2 separate regions of the Mus musculus genome follow, and region 1 is linked to region 2. A link is a contact called in public promoter capture Hi-C data. All regions are on one chromosome and are shown on one strand. The core of a region is the stretch at or near the end of the contact, and the rest is flanking DNA. Distances in the headings are between cores, read along the strand shown. Region 1 holds the start of 4930592C13Rik (RIKEN cDNA 4930592C13 gene). Region 2 holds the start of Fubp1 (far upstream element (FUSE) binding protein 1).

Region 1 (6,540 bases), core at 2,222-4,721, 5.3 Mb before region 2:
CCATTAAACTAGAAGGCCCCTAAACATTGAAAAAATATTATTCAAAACATTATGGTGAAATAATTAATACAAAGTAATCCTGATTAAGGAGTAATGAAAATGAAATTTAAAAATCTATTTAATATAACATACTGAGAAGTGACATAACTAGAAATTCTGCTACTGAGGGGAAAAAGCAGTGCTTTAATCAAAGGTTCCATTTCCTATCATCTCTGAATCTACCTTAAAGAGTTTGGTCTCACCTTTCACAAATATGTTTGCTATTCTTAGTGCCCTCTATGAAATCCTTTGCAGTTCACTAAATCCTGTGACTTAGTTTGTAAGACAGCTTTCCTGTAAAGGTTCAAGGTCTGTCTACAGGACCAGGACTTTATGTAAGACGTTTTTCTGGTCCAGTGCTTTTTCATATATGTAGGATTTATTTACATAGCACAAAATGTGGAGATTGAGAAAATCAATACAAAATGAAATCTAAACCTGAAAGAAAAAAGTATTCTATTTTTTTCAAGCTGTCATGTGGCTGCTGGGAATTTAACTTGGATCCTCTGGAAGATCATCCAGTACTCTTAAGCGCTGAACCATCTCTCCAGCCTAAAAGGCAACAATAAAAAAAAAAATCTAACAAGAAGCAATTTTTATGGAAGGCAACTTAAGATTTTTCAAGTTGCTTTCATATTATAAAAGAGACAAAAAGTAGAATCAAAACAAAAACCCCAAATCATGCAATTATTCAGCAACAAAAAGTAGACCACAAGGTCTTCAATGTCCCCCAGACCTTTGGTTATCAGCTCATTACACACTACCACAGCAACAACTGGTAACACCCCTGAAAGATACCACTTAAAATTTCCCTTTTACTATAGTTAGCCTAAGACCAATGAATGTTTGGATCAATATGGCATAGCATCTTGTCACATAATTAGCAAGAGTTCATCATGTTGTTGCAGTAACAGACAGCAATCTGAAGCACATACGTTTTGCATTGCCAATCATTGGCACTAAATAAGCCCCGGCTCTTCTCTGCCAGTGTCTTTCCTATTTCTGTTCCCCCAGCTTTCATCATCTTGGCCTCAGTTGTCTTTTCTGCAAACAGACAAGAACTCGATATAAATCCTGGGAAATAAAGAAATGATCTGCATATACAGTATTAAGAGAATTATCTGTCAGCGCTCACCTCGACCACATCTGTTACAGCTGGTTCTCCTAGCAAAGTTTACATTTCCACACCTGCAAATAAAGTGAGATGCACTTAGAGTAGTAATTCCTAGATACTTAAACTGTTTACATTTTAAACTGTCCTCACTACACCCTGGAACGCAGAACAAGCTTATCCCATTATGTTAATATAAGCACCAGCAGGGAGAAGGAAAAGCTGGGTAAAAATCTCAACCTTGTGCTTACAGTTACTGTGGGAACCACTTTGGGACCCAAACCTTGCTATCTTCAGACTGGTGTATATCATTAGTTACATAAAAGTCTCTTGTTCCAAAGTGTCAGACTCTTCTATAACAATTAGACAAGATACCAGAGAGAGTTAAAAAAAAAAAAAGGAATATCAACTTTCATCTTGTTTGTTACAAGTAATAAATGTGATGAGTTTTAGAAGCATAAAATTCAAGCTGGGCAGTGGTGGCACAAGCCTTTAATTACAGCACTTGTGAGCTAGAGGCAAACAGATCTCTGTGAGTTCCATAGAGAAACTCTGTCTAAAAGGAAAAGATTAATCACAAAATCCTAGGGATGGATCCATCAGGAATGAACAGTTACAGAAGGACTCCAGAGAATTGATGAAACATTCTTTGAGAGGTAGGAAGTGCGATGATAAGGAAAAGACTGATATATTAACTAAAGACAGAATTAAATTGTAAAGAAATTTGAGTATTATAGTATTTATCAAATCTAAAACTAAAGAACAGAAAACAAAACCACAACCAACAGAAAAAAGTGTAACCTTATGACATTAACTAGTTAAGTTTTCACACACTTGCACTACTTTAGTATTTGTTAAAGCAGTTAGATACTCCAATTTAAAGCTTAAATAAGTAACGACAAAGAATCCACCACCCTATTAAAAAACAATGAATGAGATAAAATAGTGAAAGGAAGTGTAACACTAAACTGAATGGCTCCAGACAACTTTAAGGTCCCTTTTTCTGTTAAAAAAAAATACACACGTTCCAAGTAAAACTGAAAATATATTCTGAAAACTGTCTCCTTGATTTACATATTCAGTACAAATAACATTTAGTTTCTGCCGAGTTTAGGTGTACAGGACTTTGAATGAAGGGTCCTCCCAAAATATACATGGGTGCTTTCAGTAAGAACACAAGAGCACAGTTTTCTACGAGTCACACAGAAGGCAGAGAGGCTGGTGTCTTAATCTCTGAAGGGTTCCAAAGTGTCACACAGTTCCTGCAGTGACAGTCCAAGAGGATCTCGGTTCTAGTCTGCTGACTTGGTATGCTTAGCCTGATATCAGTCTGATACCAACCAAGTGGATCTGAGTGACATCATTTCCTTGCTCTCCACACACTGCCCATGTTATTTCGGTGTTAACTGTAGTCGAGCAATGTATTTTCTAGCAAAGGTACTTCAGGCTAGACGCTCTGCAGTAGACAGAAGAGTAAACCCGGGTTTCCTTCAGCTCTGACTCTGGCTTTCCAAGAACACGAGCTGGTACATCACTTTTCTTTAAAAATAGGGACACCTATTCAGAACGATCTCTGTGGCCATAAGCGGAGCACACCGGCTTCCCGGCCACGTACGTGCCCAGGCCTCCTGCCTCTCGGCAGGAGGATGAGAAAAGCCAAGTCACTGGGGACGGATCGCAGGCCCGAAAGCACGGCGGCCGCAGGGAGGGAGCGAGGGACGGAGGGAGGGAGGGACAGCGAGCGGCCCCGGCAGAGCTCGGAGCAGGGCCACTGAACCGTGAGCTCAGCTCCGCGCGGGGTCACGTGCGGGCCGCCCGCGACCGCTCAAGGCCGGCAGCGACCGCCCCGCCGTCCCCACAAAGGCCGCGACCCCGTCGCCGCCCTCACAGGGACCTCCCGGCCACCCCAGGTCCCACGGTATCCCGCCACGCTCACTTCTTGTCAGGGCAGATCCAGTCCCCGTCACTGACTCGGAAATTCTTGGTCGACATCTTGGACGCCAGCAGCAGTGCCGCCCGCAGCGACGTCCCCACCGGAGCCGCGGGGGCCTCGCGCCGGGCTGTCCTCGCGCCGCCGGACCCGCCCTTCCCTGGGGTGGGGGAGAACTCACACCGCCGGACCGCGAGCCTGGAGCAGCGGTGCGGAGACGACGCCCAGGAGCCAGCAGCCCGTCCTGAGGCTCTGCTTCGCTTCGGCCTTACCGAGCTCCTGAGCAGGCGTTGTGAGGACAGCCCGGCCCGGCGGCCATCGCAGCCGAGTTCTCCGCAGGCCGAAGGACCCTAGAGAAAGGCGCTTCCGTTTCCGGGGCGGGGCTAGGGCGCAGAGGCGGAAGTGACTCGGCGCGGCTCGATAGCCCACGGGCTTGCGCGTTGCCTAGGGTTTACTGGGGCGAGCAATAAGGTGGGAGGCTCGAGTCTTTGGAGAAGATACTTTATTTTTATTTTTGGACAGAGACTGAGGATTAAACCAGGTTGCCCCGGACATTACTGTTTCATACATACCACTTGGAACCTCTGTCAGGCTTCTGTAGGCCACGTCAAAAAGATAAACTTTTTTTCCTGTGAGAACATAGGGTCTCACTTTTAGCTCCACCTGGCTTGTGTAGTTAGGCTGCTTAGTATTTGGATGGAAAAGTCATATTAATGAAGGGAGATATCTCTCCTTCTTGGGCTGTTGCTTAAAAACTTAGCTTTAAAAATATTTAATATGTGTGAGAGATAAGCCCTGTACACAGAGGAGCCACCCCAAGGTTTTAGAAATAGGAAATAGTATTGATACAATTCTGACCCCAACTCACTACCTTTCCCCAGATTTAACACTGGCCCTTTGGGTTTATTCTCGTTCTTTATAAAAGATTTAGTTCATATACTGTATGCTTATTTTTTAAAGTGAGAAATGGTACAATTTACTGTGACAGAGGGTTGCTTTTAGTTCCGCGTAGTTTCTGAGTTTGCAGTTAGTTGCATGTAGCTCACTTTTATTTCAGTCATGCATATTCACAATTCTTTCTTGTGACAGTTAAGCCCCAAACCCTGCACTTTGTCACAACGTGCATTCAAGTATTCTTTTTAAAAGATTATTTATTTTATTTATAGGAGTACACTGTAGCTGTCTTCAGACACACCAGAAGAGAGCATCCGATCCCATTACAGATGGTTGTAAGCCACCATGTGGTTGCTGAGAACTGAACTCAGGACCTCTGGAAGAGCAATCACTGCTCTTAACCACTGAGCCATCTCTCTAGCTCCCCCCTCCCCCATGCAAATATTCTTGCAAATATTCTTACAGTTAACACCCAAATCTATGTTTTGGCATTGTTGATCAACTCTCGTGAACATTTGTGCACACGGGTTCTGGCATTTATATTTCTCGCATATAGCTCTTATCCAGGAGAAAAAAAAATCATTAAACTGCTTTGGTTTTAATGTCTAACACTTTTGATACTTATATTCATCTTGATCATCTCACTTGAAAGCTCTTGGATGTATTTTATTCTGATAATTGTCCACACCTTCCCAGTTATTTCATATTGTATAATCACTGATTTTTTCCTGGATTTTTATCTTGGGTAATGTGGAATTTTTATTTTCTTTTAGCAAGCAATCCTGGGGTTGGCATCACAGGCTCAGTCTTGCGTGTGAGTAATGGTTCTATATCAGTTGGCACCGCTGAGTATTAGCTGTGCTTTTATGTGTGTGGGTGTTTTGTCTACATGTATGTCTGTGCACCATATGTATGCTGGGTGCCCTCAGAGGCCAGGAGAAGGTGTGGATCCCCTGGAACTAGAGTTACAGATGGTTGTGAAATCAGCATGTGGGTGCTGGGAGTCAAACTCTGGACCTCTGGAAAAGCAGTCAGTGCTCTTAACCACTGAGCCAACTCTCCATCCCCTGCTATCTTGATCTTGCTATCTGTCCTTCACACAAACACGTGAATTGTTTTGGTATCTTAGCAGTACTTTTAATTGTAGTTCATTACATGAATCATATCCATCCTGCTTTGCTTGGTTGATACTTGAGCACAGAACTTGTATGGGTTCAGACTAGATTTGGAGGACATACCTCTCTGTCCATCTCTTTCTTAGATTCCTCTCACGTAGTCTGTCTTTCAGTGTTCCCTTTTCTTGGCCCTTTTGTGAGAAATACGAGGTTTCCCTTGGATTTTTAGCAGCTTGTCATAGCTAAAGCATTTGACTAGGGCCCTAACACAGGGTGAAGTGATGAGGGAAAGAGAAAGGTATGGGATGTTTCCCACCCCCACCCCCCACCATCCCCCTCCACACATGTAAGAGTACAGAGACTTCCTCTCCTTGTCATTATATGAAAGTATAGTTTCTCCTATACTTTCACTCTGGGTGGGAGGAGAGCTGTGAAATATTTTAAGTGTTTCTTTACAATCTGGTAGCGCACAGATGTGCATTTCCCCAGTTCATACGGTTGGAAAAATTGTTTTTAAATTAATTCAATTATTATTAATTGTGCTGTTACTACAGATTTACTAGCTAGTTGCCTGGCTAGCTACAAGAGAAAATAGCGGAAAAAAAAAAGCAACTATCAACAAACCCATACTATACCCATCCTACTAAGCTTTGGCTCTCTTTGGTAGTTTGCCCATAGATAAGGGTGTATTTTATCTAAGTTTTCCATACAGTTAGTGAAGAAAGACAGATAGCAGTGAACCTGTCCTGTCCTGTCCTCTGTTGCTGCAAGTCAGGGAAGTGTAAAATTAAAACCATAATGTATAAAACTATGACCCACCCATCAAAGTGAACAAAGAGTGCTATAGGGTGGCCAGAGTCCTTATTGATTGCAGGCAATGTGTCTTCATCTGCATGTGGGTTGATTTATGCTATTTTAATTTCATAACAGTGTGAATACGATACCCAGTGCATTTCAAAGTTTGAATTATGAATTTTTCATAATCTAATGATATTGGTATACTTAAGATTCTGGATAGTAACAGTGAGCTATCATGAGGGTGAAGGACCTATACTCTATAGTGTACTGTGTCACAAAGCTAATATGCTCAGTCAGTTATGTATATTCATTTTTTCAGCTTAAAATAGGTTTATTTTATGGGATTTTTAATCCAGTGAACTTTATGTAACCCTAGAACAAGTCAAGTAGCCTTTTATATTTGGAAAATACTTGTCAGACCCCACTAAATCTGAACAAATGCATGCATACATTATGACCCTGAAACTTCTCAGGGTGTTTCCTAAGCCCTGCAAATGTTTCTATTGAAGGTATGTACAACAGAGTTCATAACTTCATTACCCATGTTGCTTCCAGTTGTAAGTTTCCAGACTTTGTCAGTAGTAGCCAGAGCAAACTGATAACCACCTAGTCATTTAGTAAAATGCAATATACAATAGTAAGAATGACATTGA
Region 2 (6,243 bases), core at 310-2,809:
AAACCTCAGGCCTGCCTAGGCTTTCGGTAGAGGCCCTGCATCAAAAAGTTTCCTCAGATGCCCAGGCAGACACACTTGTCCCTGAGCCTAACAACTTACACCTGACCAAAGGGTCCTACATGGAAGGAGAATCAACTCCCACAAGTTGTCCTCTGACTTCTATGTACACCAACCACATTGCTCATGGAATCCCTCTGTATGAATAAATATATTTTTTCAGTATCTATGCACTAGATAAGTGTGCTTGCTGTATTATGGTAGACTTGATAAACCTTGATTGAGTCGGTAATCTTTCGGTCCTGAAGGAAGTTTCCAGTATAGTCAAAGCTGGCTTTAAAAACCTGCTCATGTCTAGCAACTACAACAGAGCCATAAGGGTTTATTTTACCTTACAGGCAAATTCCATAACATACTTTTTTTTTTGAGACAGGTCCCTCTTGGCCGTTTTGACTGGCCTCAAACTCAAGAGACCTGCCAGGCTCTGTCTCTCGAGTGCTGGGACTAAAGTCGAGCACCACCCCACCCGGCAAGGCAACATTATACATTTTTAAGCTACAAAGAAGTCGGGGGCGGGGGCTACTTGAAGACATTGACGTTCAGGTTATTGGGGGGGGGGTGTCAAATGCAAGGACTCTTATCTATCCAACCCTTTTCATCTGGGAAAATGGTTGCCATTCGAGGCAACAGTACGTCCCTACGTAGCACAAAGAGGTTGGAGGCTTCGACTTGGGAAGAGAGAGGCAGATTCAAACTCAAGGCTGGGGAAGAAAGGGCCCGGGGCCATTTGGAGCTGGGGAAAGGATTGGTGGATCGCACGCAGATCCCGCCCCGGGGAGAGCCTCGCTGGTGAACGCCGCGGGGAACGTTAGGCTAATTACGGCGAGGGTGGAGAGCTCGGCGGCGCGGGAAGCGGCGGGGACCGCTAGCCAGGCAGCCGGCCCTCCCTGGCTTGCCCTCGCCGTGACCTGAGCGCCCAGAACCTTCCACGCGCCTGGGTCGGGCGGAACCGGAGCCGAGGGAGCCGGGGCAGGCAGGGCGCACGGGGCGGCGAGGCCGCGCGCGCGGGGCGGAAGTGGAGGCCACGCTCGGGGAGAGCGCGTGGGAGGGGGGGGCGCTTCAGACCACGACAACGGGCTCGGCCTCGAGCCGCTGGGACCCCTCGTGAGAAGACGCCATCTCCTCGGGCGGCAGCCGCGAGTGCGAGCAGGGCCGGACCTGCCCCGCCGGCGGCTCTCGGGGGTCGGGGAGGGGAAGCCGCCGCGCGGTCGGTCCACGCTTACCTGCCGCGCTCTCTGCAGGGCATCTTTGAAAGCGTCGTTAACGACTCCGCCGCCGCCGCCGCCAGCCGAGCCAGACGACGGCGGAGGCACTGTGGAGTAGTCGGCCATACCCACGCTACAGCACACGCTGCCGTTTCCTCGCGGAGGGAGGCGCCGCTCTCGGTTAACTGCTAAGAAAGGAAGAAGATGGCGGCCGTCGAGGCTCTATCACATTCTTGCACGACCATCGTGCCGTAAAGGGGCGGAGACTGGCAGACGGAAATCCCGCGATGTTTCAGCGCTGACGCGCGATTGGCGGGGGGTGAAGAGGGGGTGGAGGGTACAGAGAAGGGACGCCGGGCGAAGAATATCGCGAGACTTGACCGGGCTCCCACGAGAGTAGGGTCTCTCTGGGCGCCTCCTCGCAGCGCGAGTGCGGGCCATTGTTCCCTCGCCTCGGCGGCTGAGGCAGTGGCGCCCGGGAAGTGTGCCGCCCGCGCTTGTAGGGGACTTGGAAAGGCCGTCGCGGATCAGGGAGCTAGCTAGTGTCCTTCCGTGTTTCCGTAGTAAGGGGCCTGACGTCGTCGGGCGGGGACGTCACGCAACAGTGTCGCGCGGCCGCACAGCCCGAGGGCCGCGCGCACGGGGCGTGCGGGGCGTCCGCGGCGACGCTGCGGAACCGTCTGCGGCCCGGCGGCGGGAGCCCACCATGCTCCGGGGCGCCGAGCTGCCTCTGCCCATGTCTCCACCCGGGCCGGTCACAAGCGGGGAGGAACTCAGACCACCGGGCCCTTAGTTCTCGAGCCGATTGCCTACTGAGTCTCTTATGTAAAATAGTGTGGGCGAGCGGATGGTGAAAGTATGACCGCCCTTTGTCCTTTAAAAACGTGAGTGTTGCACATCCAGTATGTAGACACCTAGCGTTGCGTGTCTTTGGCCAGTCTTACCATGTGCCCCTTATGTCACGAACGTGTCATGCTCCTGACACAAACCGGCTTTACTGCGTTTTCCCCACCCCCCCCCCCGCGCCCCTGCGGGTAGTCAGATCAATGTCATGGTCTGAATTTTCATTTCTGGACTAGTTGGCTTTGCAGGCAGTTTCTAATATTTGTCATATATGCCAATAACCACGTTTCTCCAGACCATTCCTGAGCGTGTCTTAGCCATGCTAGCCTAATGCTGGCAATTACTACGGTGAATGAGGGTTCTTGGGCCTTTATTCTGTTTATACTTAGTATGCCACAATGATCCCTGCTCTCAGTTTAGCTAAGAAAAAGGCAAAATGGACTGTCTAATGTATGACGTTTCCCCCCTCTCAGTCTAAGAAGCATTTTTCTTAACACCAATCTTAGAATGAGAGAAATATGTTCCCTTGGCTTTCCGATAGCCGGAAACTATGTGTCCAGTACCCACTATCAGTTACTAAGTCAGGTGCTGGCAGATACAAACAGCATGATTTTCTTAAAACCAGCTCTGTCTTAGCCATTTGATAGCTCAGTTTGACCTGTTTAACCTGTTCATGGATGTCTAGGAATGTCCGTGGATTTAGAAAAACAGTAAAGGTATTGGGCTACAGATTTAATCATAGCAATATGTAGGAAAACTAGCTAATGAGAGTATTTCAGTCGCGTTTTAAGGAAGTTTGCCCAGCAAATAGCATTTACTCATCAGTAATTGATGTTTTTATTCACTAATTAGATTTGTATACTAGTTAGATGTCTGGTTGAAATAATTCAGAGTTTTATTTATTCCCCCTATAACCAATTATCGTTTAGATTTTTTCTAAATATTGAAAGGACCTTCATTTCTCATTTTTTACAACACTGCATACCGGGAAGGTGAGTATTGTAGTATGGAATACTTTGGGATCAGCTTAGACTACGGTTTCTTATCCTCAATGCTGCTGAGAGACTTTGGACTGGGTAATTCTTGGCTGTATGCTTTGCATGGTACAATATCTCCGCAGCATCTTTGGCCACTACTTGCCCTCTCCTAAGCACCACCAATTGTGATAACTGAAAATATCTTCAGGCACTGAGTTCACACCTCTGACTCTTCCTTGATCCCTGCCCCTGCCTTTTCTTGACCGTATTAACTCTTGCCAGTGTATGAAGTCCAGCACTTTTTGACCCTGCTGCTCCAGCCCTGGCCCAATTACTATCACTGTAGTCCCAGATCAAAAGGGAGCACTTTAGTTTTGCTCCTTCTTGTTTATGTTTCACTAACAACAACAAAAAAAATAAAGATAAGGAATTTGTAGAGTTGTCAAGATGGCTCACCAGTTAAGAGCACTGGTACTTTTCCAGAGGACCAGGGTTTAGTTCCTACCACCCACAAGGTACATACATACACATACAAACAAAACACCTGAACATGTAAAATAATCTTTCAAAATTTGAAAAAAGTTGGCCAGGTGATGGTGCTTTGTGCCCTTTAATCCTTATGCTCAGGAGCCAGAGGCAAGTGGATCCCTGAGTTCAAGGACAGCCAGGGCTACACAGAAACCCTGTCTGGAAAAAAAAAAAAAAATTTAAGAACGTTTGTACAGAACTCAAAACTAACATACTCTACGTACAGGGGTATTGTATTAGGGTTCTCTAGAGTCGCAAAATTTACGGTATGTCTCTCTATCCTGAGGAGATTTATTGTGATGACTGACAGTCTGTAGCCCAACTCTCCAACAGTGGGCAGCTGTAAATGCTGTAAATGGAAGACCAAGAATCTAGTAGTTGCTCAGGCTAGTTGTTTGAGCTGGTCTTCTGTAGAAGTAGATTCCAGTGTGCTGGCAAGTAAGTGCAAGTGCAAGCAGATGAAGAAGAGCAAATCTTCTCTCTTCCAATATTCTTACATAGGTCTCCAGCACAAGCTGCACCACCACACCCGGATCTGGGGACTTGTTTTGTCCCCGGCTGACCTTGAACTTACAGATCTTCTTGCCTTAGCCGCCATGCCAAGATCCAAGTCAGAAACTTGTGTCTTCTAGCCTTAAGATCTAGATTACAGGTGAGCCCTCCAATTCTGGATTGTAGTTCATTACAGTATAGTCAAGTTGACAACCCGGAATAGCCATTAGAGATATTATGCAAGGACCATACCCTTACCTACCGTTCTATAGCTCAAATAGACCTTCTTTCTGACTGAATTACAATCCACCTCTTCATGGTTTCTTGGAAACAGGCCTCACCTATACATTTCCACTTACACTTTAAATCCTTTGCCCTAGAAAAGGATTCATGTAATCAGGCCTCTTCCCCTTCCTCCAGCGATTGGTCCACTTTGCTACCCAAGGCTTCCCTGCTTTAGTCTGTAGTCCTGCTCTCTCCTCTACCTAGATGCTCTTGTAGCCCTTGGCATGCATGCCTTGACCGCCTCATCCATGTCTCATATGTTCAGCTCTATGAAGACCACTGCGGTGACTCATGCCATTCAACAACCACTAACTTATTACCACGCTCTCTAGCATTTATCTGTGTCCTGTGTTTATTTTCTTAGTTCCCTTAAAGTGTGAACTGGAGAGCAAGTCTGTCCCATCAGTATCAGTTCCTAACACTGTGTTGACAGCCCATTTGTTGAGTAAATAAATGTTTTTGAAAAACCTAAACTATATTTTATTTTTTTTTATCTTGAGCTATCTGTGTCTCAGATTTCTCATCTACATAGTGATAATAACCTGCCTTGTCATTCTCAGAAGAGGCATTTCTGAACTCTTTAGGAATCATATGGTGCTGTGCAAATGGGACTTGGTCCACCTAAAATATGTTAATTTGTCTGGTATTCTCATGATCAGGAAGGCTAGTCTATAGACTGTAGTACACTTTAAATCACATGTCCAGATAGTCTTGGTAAAACTCAGGATCCTTACAGATGGCTCATCAGGTAAGAACTCTTGATGCGTTAGTCTGAGGACTTAGTTTCAAATTCCCAGAATCCACATAAAGAGTTGGGCACAGTTATTTGACAGGTCCCTAACACTATGTCTGGTGGGTGGCAGAGCCAAGGTCACTAGGTACCCAGTCTAGCTATACATTGAGTAAGGCAGAGACTGGTATAGCACAATACCTGAGTTCTTTTGGCCTCTACATATGTGGATTTATACACATGTGCACATATGCAAATTTTAAATAAGTTAACAAATATAACCTTGGAACAGGGTAGAGAACAGCATTTTAACCAGTGTCTGAAACTGGAGGTAGCCAAACATACACACAGAGAAGGTAATTTGGGGTTTCTTGTTCCTTGTTTGAGATAAGGTCTCACTATTGTAGCCTTGGCTTTCCTAGACTTCAATATATAGACCAGGCTAGCCTGAACTCAAAGGAATCCACCCTATGAAAGCTGTCTCCTTGCCCTATCAGCTCTGACACCAAACCTTTTGTGAGGTGAAGCTACTTGATTCCTGGTTCACTATCTGCTTAAATGAACAAAAACCTTAAAATGTCAAAGAGCTTTATTCCCAGCCATGTTATAAATCAAAACCAGGGCCTCCTATACAAGCAAGTAGTCTTATCATTTGAGCTATATCCTGATAAGGTAACAAAGTTTATAGTCTACCAGAACTATTATCAGCTTTGTAATTCAAGGTAGGACCATATTTCCTTTTTCCTTATTGCAAAAATATTTTAATACAGTCATAGTACGATTATAAAGTCATTTCTAATATGTTAAATATGTTCAAAATATTAATAAAACCTATCTCCCATTTTCACACGTGTATTTTGATCACATTTGCCTGGTGTGTTACATAGTCAACATCTAGTTTCTAAAGATGAGTTCTAGTTGTCTTGCTAAGGAGGCAGAATGTAAATAAATCTTTTTTTTATCTGAACTTTATTAGATATTATCTTTTAAAATGACATAATTTGAGTCCTAAAATGAACAGTTAAATAATTTGAGAGGATTTTGAAATGATCATAAAACTAATTTTAAAAAAGGCTTAGGTTTCCAGAGGATCATGCCTTAATATTAAGTGCCTGTGGTTTAATAT

The links. Promoter capture Hi-C pulls out the DNA fragments that hold promoters and counts their contacts.
Region 1: a contact with region 2 is called in a promoter capture Hi-C map of pre-B cells. The contact joins the promoter of 4930592C13Rik here to the promoter of Fubp1 in region 2. A contact is called at or near these places in 2 of 39 promoter capture datasets (cranial neural crest and pre-B cells), 3 of 484 Hi-C or Micro-C datasets (CD4 T cells, embryonic stem cells and pre-B cells) and 1 of 9 other capture datasets (liver).

The regions. Positions count from the first base shown.
Region 1 is chr3:157,531,021-157,537,560 of GRCm38.p6, reverse strand. It overlaps 4930592C13Rik (RIKEN cDNA 4930592C13 gene), which reads left to right and starts at 3,471. Exons shown (of 2, transcript NR_152231.1): 1 at 3,471-3,551. Zranb2 (zinc finger, RAN-binding domain containing 2) reads right to left here and starts at 3,396. Exons shown (of 10, transcript NM_017381.3): 1 at 3,087-3,396; 2 at 1,175-1,227; 3 at 975-1,083. The coding sequence starts at 3,142.
Region 2 is chr3:152,205,738-152,211,980 of GRCm38.p6, reverse strand. Fubp1 (far upstream element (FUSE) binding protein 1) reads right to left here and starts at 1,559. Exons shown (of 20, transcript NM_057172.4): 1 at 1,281-1,559. The coding sequence starts at 1,388. Gm40180 (a long non-coding RNA gene) reads right to left here. Exons shown (of 3, transcript XR_867759.3): 3 at 3,093-6,243. It also overlaps a transcript of Dnajb4 not described here.